Linked DNA regions of Gasterosteus aculeatus: region 1 is linked to region 2. Evidence: chromatin contacts called from public Hi-C data. All regions are on one chromosome and are shown on one strand. The core of a region is the stretch at or near the end of the contact, and the rest is flanking DNA. Distances in the headings are between cores, read along the strand shown.

Evidence for each region. A called contact is a pair of places that touch in the nucleus more often than the background predicts.
Region 1: a Hi-C map of liver shows a contact between it and region 2, with 3 times the contacts expected there. The contact joins two enhancer-like sites. A contact is called at or near these places in 6 of 6 Hi-C or Micro-C datasets (blood and trunk muscle, liver, skeletal muscle and 2 more).

What each region holds. Positions count from the first base shown.
Region 1 is chr2:12,151,218-12,155,632 of fGasAcu3.hap1.1, forward strand. It overlaps rerea (arginine-glutamic acid dipeptide (RE) repeats a), which reads left to right. Exons shown (of 22, transcript XM_078093062.1): 4 at 3,017-3,122; 5 at 3,963-4,059. Among protein-coding and RNA genes, the nearest start is that of samd11, 66 kb to the right of the region's middle. Within about 2 kb of position 2,269, at least 4 of the 9 cell types and tissues checked have open chromatin away from gene starts, as enhancers often do. A contact at or near this core is called in liver, where this site is marked.
Region 2 is chr2:12,098,468-12,103,132 of fGasAcu3.hap1.1, forward strand. All of the region lies in intron 1 of rerea (arginine-glutamic acid dipeptide (RE) repeats a), which reads left to right. Among protein-coding and RNA genes, the nearest start is that of rerea, 23 kb to the left of the region's middle. Within about 2 kb of position 2,919, at least 1 of the 9 cell types and tissues checked has open chromatin away from gene starts, as enhancers often do. A contact at or near this core is called in liver, where this site is marked.

The DNA of each region.
Region 1 (4,415 bases), core at 1,019-3,518, 52 kb after region 2:
AAAGAGAACTGCACAGCCATTATGGATCCAAGGGGCCAGCCACCTTCAGCCAGTCGGAGGGAGAATTAACCAACTCGCACAAAGCCCGGCTTGTCCTGGCTGCTTTTGGAACCGTGATCAATGCGCTGCATCGCCATTTGTTTCTGCATTCATAGCGAGATATTTTAAATTTGTTCTACAGTGACAATACTATTCAGTATTTACAAGGAGGCCGTGTCACAAAGCGCTTCACAAATACAGTCAAATAAATAGAGTCGCCAACATGAGGTCGAAACAAAAGTTCTACAAACAATATGGTGCAGACAAAAGATGAATTAGAAGAAACCAGTTAAAAATCCAGGAGTCAAAACATGCCTGAAAAAAACTATTGTGACCCGACCCGAAGAAAGAAATGACCGTACATTCTTATAATATTCCCAGTATATAATCATCTGACTGCCAGCCCCCGTGTGATGAGTGTAGCCATGAATGCCACAGGCTGAGCCACTGAAGGGAGGAGGGGTCCCATTGTGCTCGGCCCCAAAGCACGGCTCTCCGATTTATATCTCCTCCTCGCTGAATGAAGGGGCAGCCTTGTGTCCTGGGGGGGTTTCAGTCGAGCGGGAGGAGGAAAGCTGTAACTTTAAATCTGAGGAAATGAGAAGGTCTTGCTCCTCCCTACTTTAATCCGACCTTTTCTCTCTCCTCATCTCCTTTGCGCTGCTTCCTTGCACTATATCTTTTTTTTTCTTCTTTATCCGGTTGTTTCGTTTCTTTCCCTCAGTAGTGGGTCAGTAAGTCTTTTGGCCTCTCCGCGGTACGCAACATTCCCAGGGTTTAGGGCCCAGGAGGAGGGAGGGCAGGGCCATGTTTAGCCTCTGGCGGGACAGACAAAGATGGCCGACGGCGTGCGGGGCTCGGCTCTCTGCGGGCAGCGTGGAATGTCTCTAATCAATTCAGCATTTTCGTTCCCCGCACATGTTCTCCCTGTGATTTCCTTTGGCAGGAGAAAAAACAAATGGGAACACAATACAACTCTGGTTTTGTGTGGCGAGCCTGAGCAGTCGATCATTCCCCTTGATTTTCTCCTGGTGTTATCTGCTCATTTCTTCCTCCCTGTGTGTGTGTGTGTGTGTGTGTGTGTGTGTGTGTGTTTAGGATTGTGATAATTGAAAGCTGTGCTTCTCTCCCACTACGCGCTGCATATCTCTCTCTCTCTCCTCTGAGGGGGCTTAACGCCGCCACGAGCTTCTAAACAGCAATCTGCTTGCAGCAGCGGCTGCTGCTTTGTAGTGACGAGGATACCGATGATCGCACCCCCCCCCCGTGCTTCGTCTCGTTCCGTGGGGTTAAAATAACGCAGGCCTCGTGAATGAGCTGTGAAACCTTCTCCGTCTCGCATCAGACGCCGTGTCCCCGGGCCCTCTAAAACCCCTTTGATTTCTCGGTACCACCGGCAGAAAATGACATGTTCAGGTAGCACACTGCCAGTGTTTAACAGTCGCCTTAAAGTATTAATTATGTATAAGTGGCGGATAACTACTCGTTGTGATGTGTCAGGCCTAGAAGGCAGCAGTGTCTGAACACCGGATAGAAGAGAGGTTGGGATGGGTGGTAATATGGCGGGGAGGGGGGGGGGCATGACGTCATTGCACACAATCCTCCACTCACACGGCACATGTAGGTCTACGTGCTCGGAGGTCCGTCCACATGTATGGCTCTCTGTTGAATCACAAGCAAAGTGTGTGTGAATCCAGCTGCTGTTTAATACGTCCTGGCTCACTTACCCAGTCATTCCACCTCCCGGCTCAAGGTTGGAGGAGGGGAGGAACGGGCAGGAAGAAGAAAAAACCCATGGTATCGGTGGGGTTGGAATGAGAGAGATGGAGGGGGAGGAAGGGAGGATGGGAGGGAGGAATGGAGGGAATGGGAAAACCAGAGGTGGGCTTTGAGGGTTTAGGGAGGTGATGATTTGCTTGGCTGCGTGTGCTCAGCCTCCTCCCCAGTGACACAACCGAACAATGTACTCTAAAGGCTTTAAATATCTTGACTCTGACCTCATGTTCCTACAACACACACGCGTGCGCGCACACACACACACACACACACACACACACACACAGATACAGTTAAGAGCCAGGAAACAGGGGAGGTTTGACTGTCTGTTTTAGATTTCCGTAGACCCCCGCCTTCCTCTGTTTTTCCAAATTGCTCAATTCTCCTTTTCTCCTGCGAGTGGTGCAGGTGTCTCAGTCGGTTCGTGCAGTGCAGCGTGGCAGAGCCCCCAATACAGACGGCTAGGAGTGTGTGTGTGTGTCTCTGGACTGAGACACACACACACACACACACACTCCTAGCCGTCTCTCCCTCGCATGTTCTTTCAAACCACTGTGACGATCAGTTGGGCTTTTGTGAAGGCACAATAAATATTTTATAACATGGAATGAAAACGCTAGTTTGCCCTTTTCATCTCTCACATTCGTGTTGGCTTCACTCCCCCCCCCCCCCCCCCCCCCCCCCGTTCCCTCTGCTGTTTTGTCAATGAGTGGCCCTGATGAAGCTCTCTTCTCACCTCAGTGCTGCCACCTGCTGGTCATCTAAGGGAATACAAGCCTCTGCTGACTTGCACTTTATCAAAAGCCCAGTGGGTGGCAGCACTTGATGATTTCATTTATGGGTAAACTGTAAAAGCTGTAAAAGTCTGGATATAAAAAAATGTATGATTGGAATATGTCACTTATGTCATTAAGGGATAAGAAGCATTGAACTCTCCCTCCCGCCTCGTTCCTCTTTCTCTCTCCACTCTCCCTCCAGCGACTGCTATCCCACTGTTTACTTTATTAAAGCTCTAAATGCTTCTGCAATCCCTTTTTAATTGACTCGGTCTCTCTGTGTGCTTTCTGGCATCAGCCTGCGTGAGTCATACCCCCCCACCGCCCCCCCCGACACAAAATCAAACAAAATGATGTCTGTTTATCTTAGCGTGGGATCGCTCTTTGTCTGCTGCTCACTCGCCCTGTGTCTCCGTGTGTCGCAGAGTAAACGGGACCATCTGCTGATGAATGTGAAGTGGTACTACCGCCAGTCAGAGGTGCCCGACTCCGTCTACCAGCACCTGGTGCAGGATCGCAACAACGAGAACGGTGAGGCTGCCTTTTGTTTGTTGAAACACATCCGTGCATGTGCACCTCTACTGTACACACACACACACTGACACAGTCAATACACTTTCTTCCCCAGTAACACAACACTCCTTCACAAACACACCCACACACACACCTGCCGCATCGCTCCAGAAAGCCGGGCGAGTGGGGGGGTGGGGGGGGTATAAGCGTTAGCTGTGAATTGCATTTCAAACAGAAGCCGATGTCCCAGGCGACCGAGCCAATCCCGCGGCTCCAGCGCCGTTCCCACGGTAACACTCCTTCAAGCCAGACAGAAACGCTGTCGAGTGTTAATAACTCACGATGTCATGTGGCCTTTGAGCGCTCTCTCAACACCATCGGTGTCTGTTGGCTCATCACACTCCAACACAGACACGCCTCCCTTTTGTTTTAGCAGCTGGAGGTCAAATCCTGATGACAAGAAGGAAATCTGACTCTGCATCCACTCGTGATAGTACATAACCTGCTCAGTGTGGTTGCTCAATGTCCTGTGTCAAAGTGTCCCTGAGCAAGACGCCTTCATGGCTGCACGCAGCTCTCACTGTGTGGGGTTAAACGCAGAGAATAGTTTCCCAACGAGATTAATAAAGGATACTTGGGTCGTTTTTTGAAAACTTCTCACTCGGCATCAGTGAAAAATCATCAAAACAGGATATTCAATGTTTGCATCAGATGTCTCGGTCCATAATGTGCCGACTGTGTGTCGTCCAAGTAATACCGACTAAGGTGGAACATCGTTGCGGTTCTTCCCACGTTTGTCTTCAGCACTGAATGTCACATAGGCACATTGTCACCTCTGTGTTTCTGCTCTTCCTGCAGACTCTGGCCGGGAGTTGGTCATCACAGACCCGGTGGTCAGAAGTCGAGAGCTCTTCATCTCCGACTACGTGGACACTTATCATGCTGCTGCTCTCAGGTAAACAGACATTTGAATATACTTATGCCCATGTGCACGCACACACAGCTTTATAATCCCAATGGTAGAACATGTACACCTCTAAATATCCAGGAATAAAACTTCTCTGGCAGTTATTCTGCCAGAGAAGTTTTATTCCTGGGGCTTTGTTGAGTTAATGGTTAATCTCTCTTATGTACCTGTAGTTTGTTTTTTTACCACATGGAAAACTGATGTAAACTTGTTGTCAGGTATAGTAATTCATGTAAATAATATACTTAGTGACCAGTTTTCCGCCATCGTGCACTTAATCCTGTTATAAAGACTGTTGTCACAGACGAGATTAATGACCTACACCATCTGTGCTCCAGTTTTCA
Region 2 (4,665 bases), core at 1,669-4,168:
ACTGTGCACAAAAATATGTTTTAGCGGCTTCACAGAGGCCGACTAATCAATTGATCCAAAGTTCTGCCGTCCATTGATCTTGGCACGGCCTGCACCCAGAGTATTACCCCACATGTGTACTAATGATATCATCGGCAGCCCCCCGGACGGTCTATCAGTGCGGCGGAAATGCTGATAAAAACCACCAGAACCATACACGGAAACATTTGCACTGCCAAGTGCTGCGGTGAATGGTCCAAATCTGCTTTACTAATGCCTTGCTGTCACTCTAGCACCCCCCCCCCCCGCCCTCTCCCGTTTCCCTTCCCCACCTCATCGCAGTAACAGCGTCGTGGCGGAGCGGCAGCGAGCCGGCTGGTGCTGCTGACTGGCATTCTGTGTGGTGATGAATGTGCCGGCCCGACGGCTCAATGTGCTTACCTAACAGGAGCGGCTCTTCTGTCACACTGAGTTTCTCAGTATCTCTCTTAAAAAAAATATATATATATATATATCTCACCAGTCTTTTCTTTTTCCTGAGGTAGTAAGGAGAGCGTTCCACTTGGCGAGACTCTGCAGCCTCCACACTGTTTCTCAAAGGTTAATGGAGCCTCCTCACACTAATCACCGCTTGCTAGGTGGAAATTAAGGTCAGCTGTGATGACCGATACTGGACTTATGGACGAGGGAATCAGGTTTCCAAGAGTTTTAATCTCGACCAAATTTCTCCGGTCATAACGCAGTGGAGGTGCAGCACACGCCATCTTTGGCGCCCTGGTGCTGTGTTATGGAGGCGTTTTGGCAGTGGTCTTGGTTTAGAGAGGGGATTGAGGTTTGGCGTTTGGGGGAGACTTGCCGTGGGAGGAAAAGGTCTCTCGGGGGGGGCGAGCGTGTCCTGAGCGCATGCATATTCACTCAAGATGAAGAAGGAAGGGCCAGTTTGTCTTTGTCATCATCCACGTCGCCCCCAACGTCATCACATACAATAACCCTCAACTCGCAGAGCACGGAAAGCATTTTGCTCTCACATGAGCGCACTAGAATATACGAGTGGACATTTCTGGGCCCGTGGAGCTCGTCTTAGTTGCTGGACGGATGGGTGGTTTGATGAATGCTGTTGCGTGCCATTTGCCATTCGGATACAGCTTGTAGGGCCGAGATACGAGCAGATTAGACTGACGACGGGTTTGCCACAGACTGATTGAAAAACAACGACCGGGAGACGGACGAGTCGGCGTGGGCGGGTCTTTGGTGGCCACGTTGTCTCTCCCCGCGGAAATTCCAGAGTTACTGAGGGGGATTTCAAAAATGAATGGAAGCTATTCATACGTGGATCTAATCCTCAGATTTACTGCCATTTAATCTGTGGTTATGGCAGCGCTCTTGATGGCTCTAATGCCGTCAAGCAGATGTCCCGGCTCAGCCGTCCAGGTCAGGACACACCTGGCGACACCATTGAGCCGCGGCACTCTGCGGCCCGGCGCACATTTCACCTTCTCCCCGGGGGCCAACTATCGTACAAAAACGCGTCTCGGTGCGTCTGAAAGAAACTTGAGCCAAATGTTAACGTCAAATATTTTTGAACTCCAAATCCCCTTTGAATTTGGATCTTGGCGCGAGTATAAATTGTTATGTGCTCATGTGGAGGGTTTCCGTGTGTATTTGTGCTATTTTTGACAGTGCAGCCGGCTCGCCGTGCTGTTTGAGACCGGATGGAAAGAGATGCTTGGATTTTATTCACTGCACACCTGCCGTTCTCTTCAGGAGTTCAGGAAGGGAACAGACCATTTCACTTCGATACCCAGGCGGCGTTCAGGAGGCCTATTGCAGTATGAGTAGCCAGTGAATACTAACAAGTTGAAGTGTCATTTTGTACTTCTGGTAAATATCACCGATCAATTTTACCATGAAGAAATAATTGATCAGGAAACTAGCTGCATCCTCCTCTCGAGAGATGTCCGTTAGTTCCGCTCATCAATCCTGTCATCCTGCCGTTCTCGCAGTATTCAGAGCTTTATGACATGACATAAAACAAACACATAGGTTGTAATATTTTATTCTATATCTATATATTTTAAATCATGTAGAAATATATTCCCATGTTGTCCTCATCGTCATTAATTTTGCAACCAACCAAAAGGTGATTTGATTTGGATGTTGTATGTGACTGCGGGCACAAGCATGACCTGAATCCACACACGTAATACACCTCTCCAGTCGGTGCGCTATTGAAATGTAGCAGATTGATAGTGTGTGTGTGTGCGCGTGTGTGTGTGTTTCTGGGTGTTAAAGAGAGTTAATGCAGAGAATCTCCTGGTGTGCCGATGCTGAATGTGAAATGTCAATGTTATTGAACAGGTGCTGCGAGGCAGAGCTGTGATGTTTTTATTTCCGCGCTCTTGTCAAGCAAGGCAGAGAAGAGAGGGCTCATGGAATAAGGGTGGAGGTTCAGGGGGGGGGGGGGCGACTGTGTGTGAGTGTGTGTTTAATAGTGTGTGCAGCAGGCACGAGTACCTAGATCTGTGTGTATCCAGAAAGGTTTATTGTAAAGAGGAAAATGAATATGGGCTCAAAATAAATGTTCACAATCTCTTCATGAAAAATGTTAACTGCACTGTGAGGGGGCATTATCATTTTTTTTGTTCTTGCAGCGGCTTCGTTCACCAGGTGTTCAACGTGATGCCAAATATGGCTGCTGCCTTTATCTACTGTCAAGCTGTTATCACCTTGTTTGTTCCATTTGCACGTCATTTATGATTTTTTTTTTGTATCCCCCTTTCCTCTCTGTGTGTGTGTGTGTGTGTGTGTGTGTGTGCGTGTGCGTGCGTGGTCTTCCCCTTTCAGTTTTGTCGTTGCAGATTGTCGTTGTGTCAATACTTGTTGAGAGGCAGTGTGAGCTAAGAGGTGAATGCAGTCAAGGTTAGTCAACAATCCTTCGTGACACTGCAGCACCCACTAACAGTGTTTTCCCCTCTGCACAAACCCCACTGCCCTTCACCCGAGATGTTTCTATTCCCCAGCCGCTGGACGTTGATCATGTTCTCTACCTGCCCTTGGTCCTCTCAGCCTTATATCTCTCCATCATCATCAGCCCCCCCTCCTCCCCTCATTGTGCTTTGTCTTCTCCGCTGTGCTCCTCCTCCTCCTCCTCCTCCTCCTCGCAGCCATCTTTCTCACTACTTTCTGTTCCAGTGGAGAGAACAGCTCAGGCCTGTCAGCACTCATTCATCCCTCAACTGCTATCTCGCGCTAACCCACTCCTGTTTCTGTGTCCCGATGCATCATTTCCTATGTTTTAGCGTTAACCTAAGCCGCTCCTTCCTTTGTGATACTGGCATCAGCGTGTCTTTAAGCCGTCGATCTGCAATCGGCATCACTGCCGTTTCCTTTCCGCGTTGTGCTTGTATTTCCATTGCAAGCATGTGAAAATGTAATTACTGTTTTGCCATTTATGCTTTAACTCGTCCACCATTTATATAAAAGAAAAAAAGAAAGAGGGAGAAGCGGCAGGGAATCCAGTCATGATACGGGGGGGGGATGGTGGCGAGTGGGGCTGCAGTTCAAAGCCGACTAGCAGGTTACTTAATGAGTTTTGGTAATTGGCTTGCGGTGGCCTCCTCGCATCCCTGCCCTCCTGCTGCTGATGTATGCAGGAAGAGGGAGAGTGCTCTGGCTTCCACTCCCTGTCTCAGTCCTTCCTTCCATCACGCCGCCCATCCATCCAGCCATCCCTCTTCCACAAGCAGCCTCATGTAGACAGCGTTTCACCAAGCAGCCTCTGTCTTGTGTTAGCTTTCCACTCTGCTCAATGTCAAATATCAATGGCGTTAGCCCATCTCCCATTCCCACAGTCTCCCCCATCTTGTTTGCTGTCTCTCACAGGCATACTCCCTTCATAGCGCGCACACGCGCAAACACACACACACACGCGTTCTACGCTAGATGCTTCATGCATTATGCAGAATATGTGCATCCAAACAAGCAATTTGCAGAGTTTCCAGCTCACCACTTCTGAGAAGTAATTCTCTGTGTGTCCACAACAGCGTAATGCGAAACACATTTCCATGCTCAGTTGATTCATACGTTCAAACAATAAAAAACAAAGAGTTGCGGGATCGCCATGTAATCAGGAATGACACCGAACATATAATTCTCAGATTTCAGCACATTATCTCCTCTCCAGAGACATTAAAGGGACAGTTCTTCTTCTTTTTTTTAATCACTAGAGGAAAAAAACGCATCTAATCTGGTTTGAATCTCATTAACTCAACGTATAGCGATAGTCGTAGGAAAGAAAATCTTGGAATTGAGAGACCTTTTGCTTTTACTGGGGCTTGTTTATTGCTTTGTTTGTGTATAGCAAGCTTGTAGATGTAGTGCCTTTGGGGACCTGCACTAGTGAGGCTAAGCTAATATATGATCTGGCTAATGAGCACGCTTCCTACCTATTCCCATTAATTTCCATTTTGTACCTTTTTTAAAAAACCCTAAATGAAGCCGTTAGCAGTTGCAAGACTGCTGCCAAGCTTTTTATCTACTCCCACAGTTGAGCGGTTGATTCTGAGCGCTTTTGGGGTCGGGAGGCCAAAGCACAGCTAAGTGGCTCCTCTTGACCCCAGCACTGATCTCCCAACTGTCTCCTCCGACGGCACACAGACCGATTTTACCCATTCGCTCACACAAAAA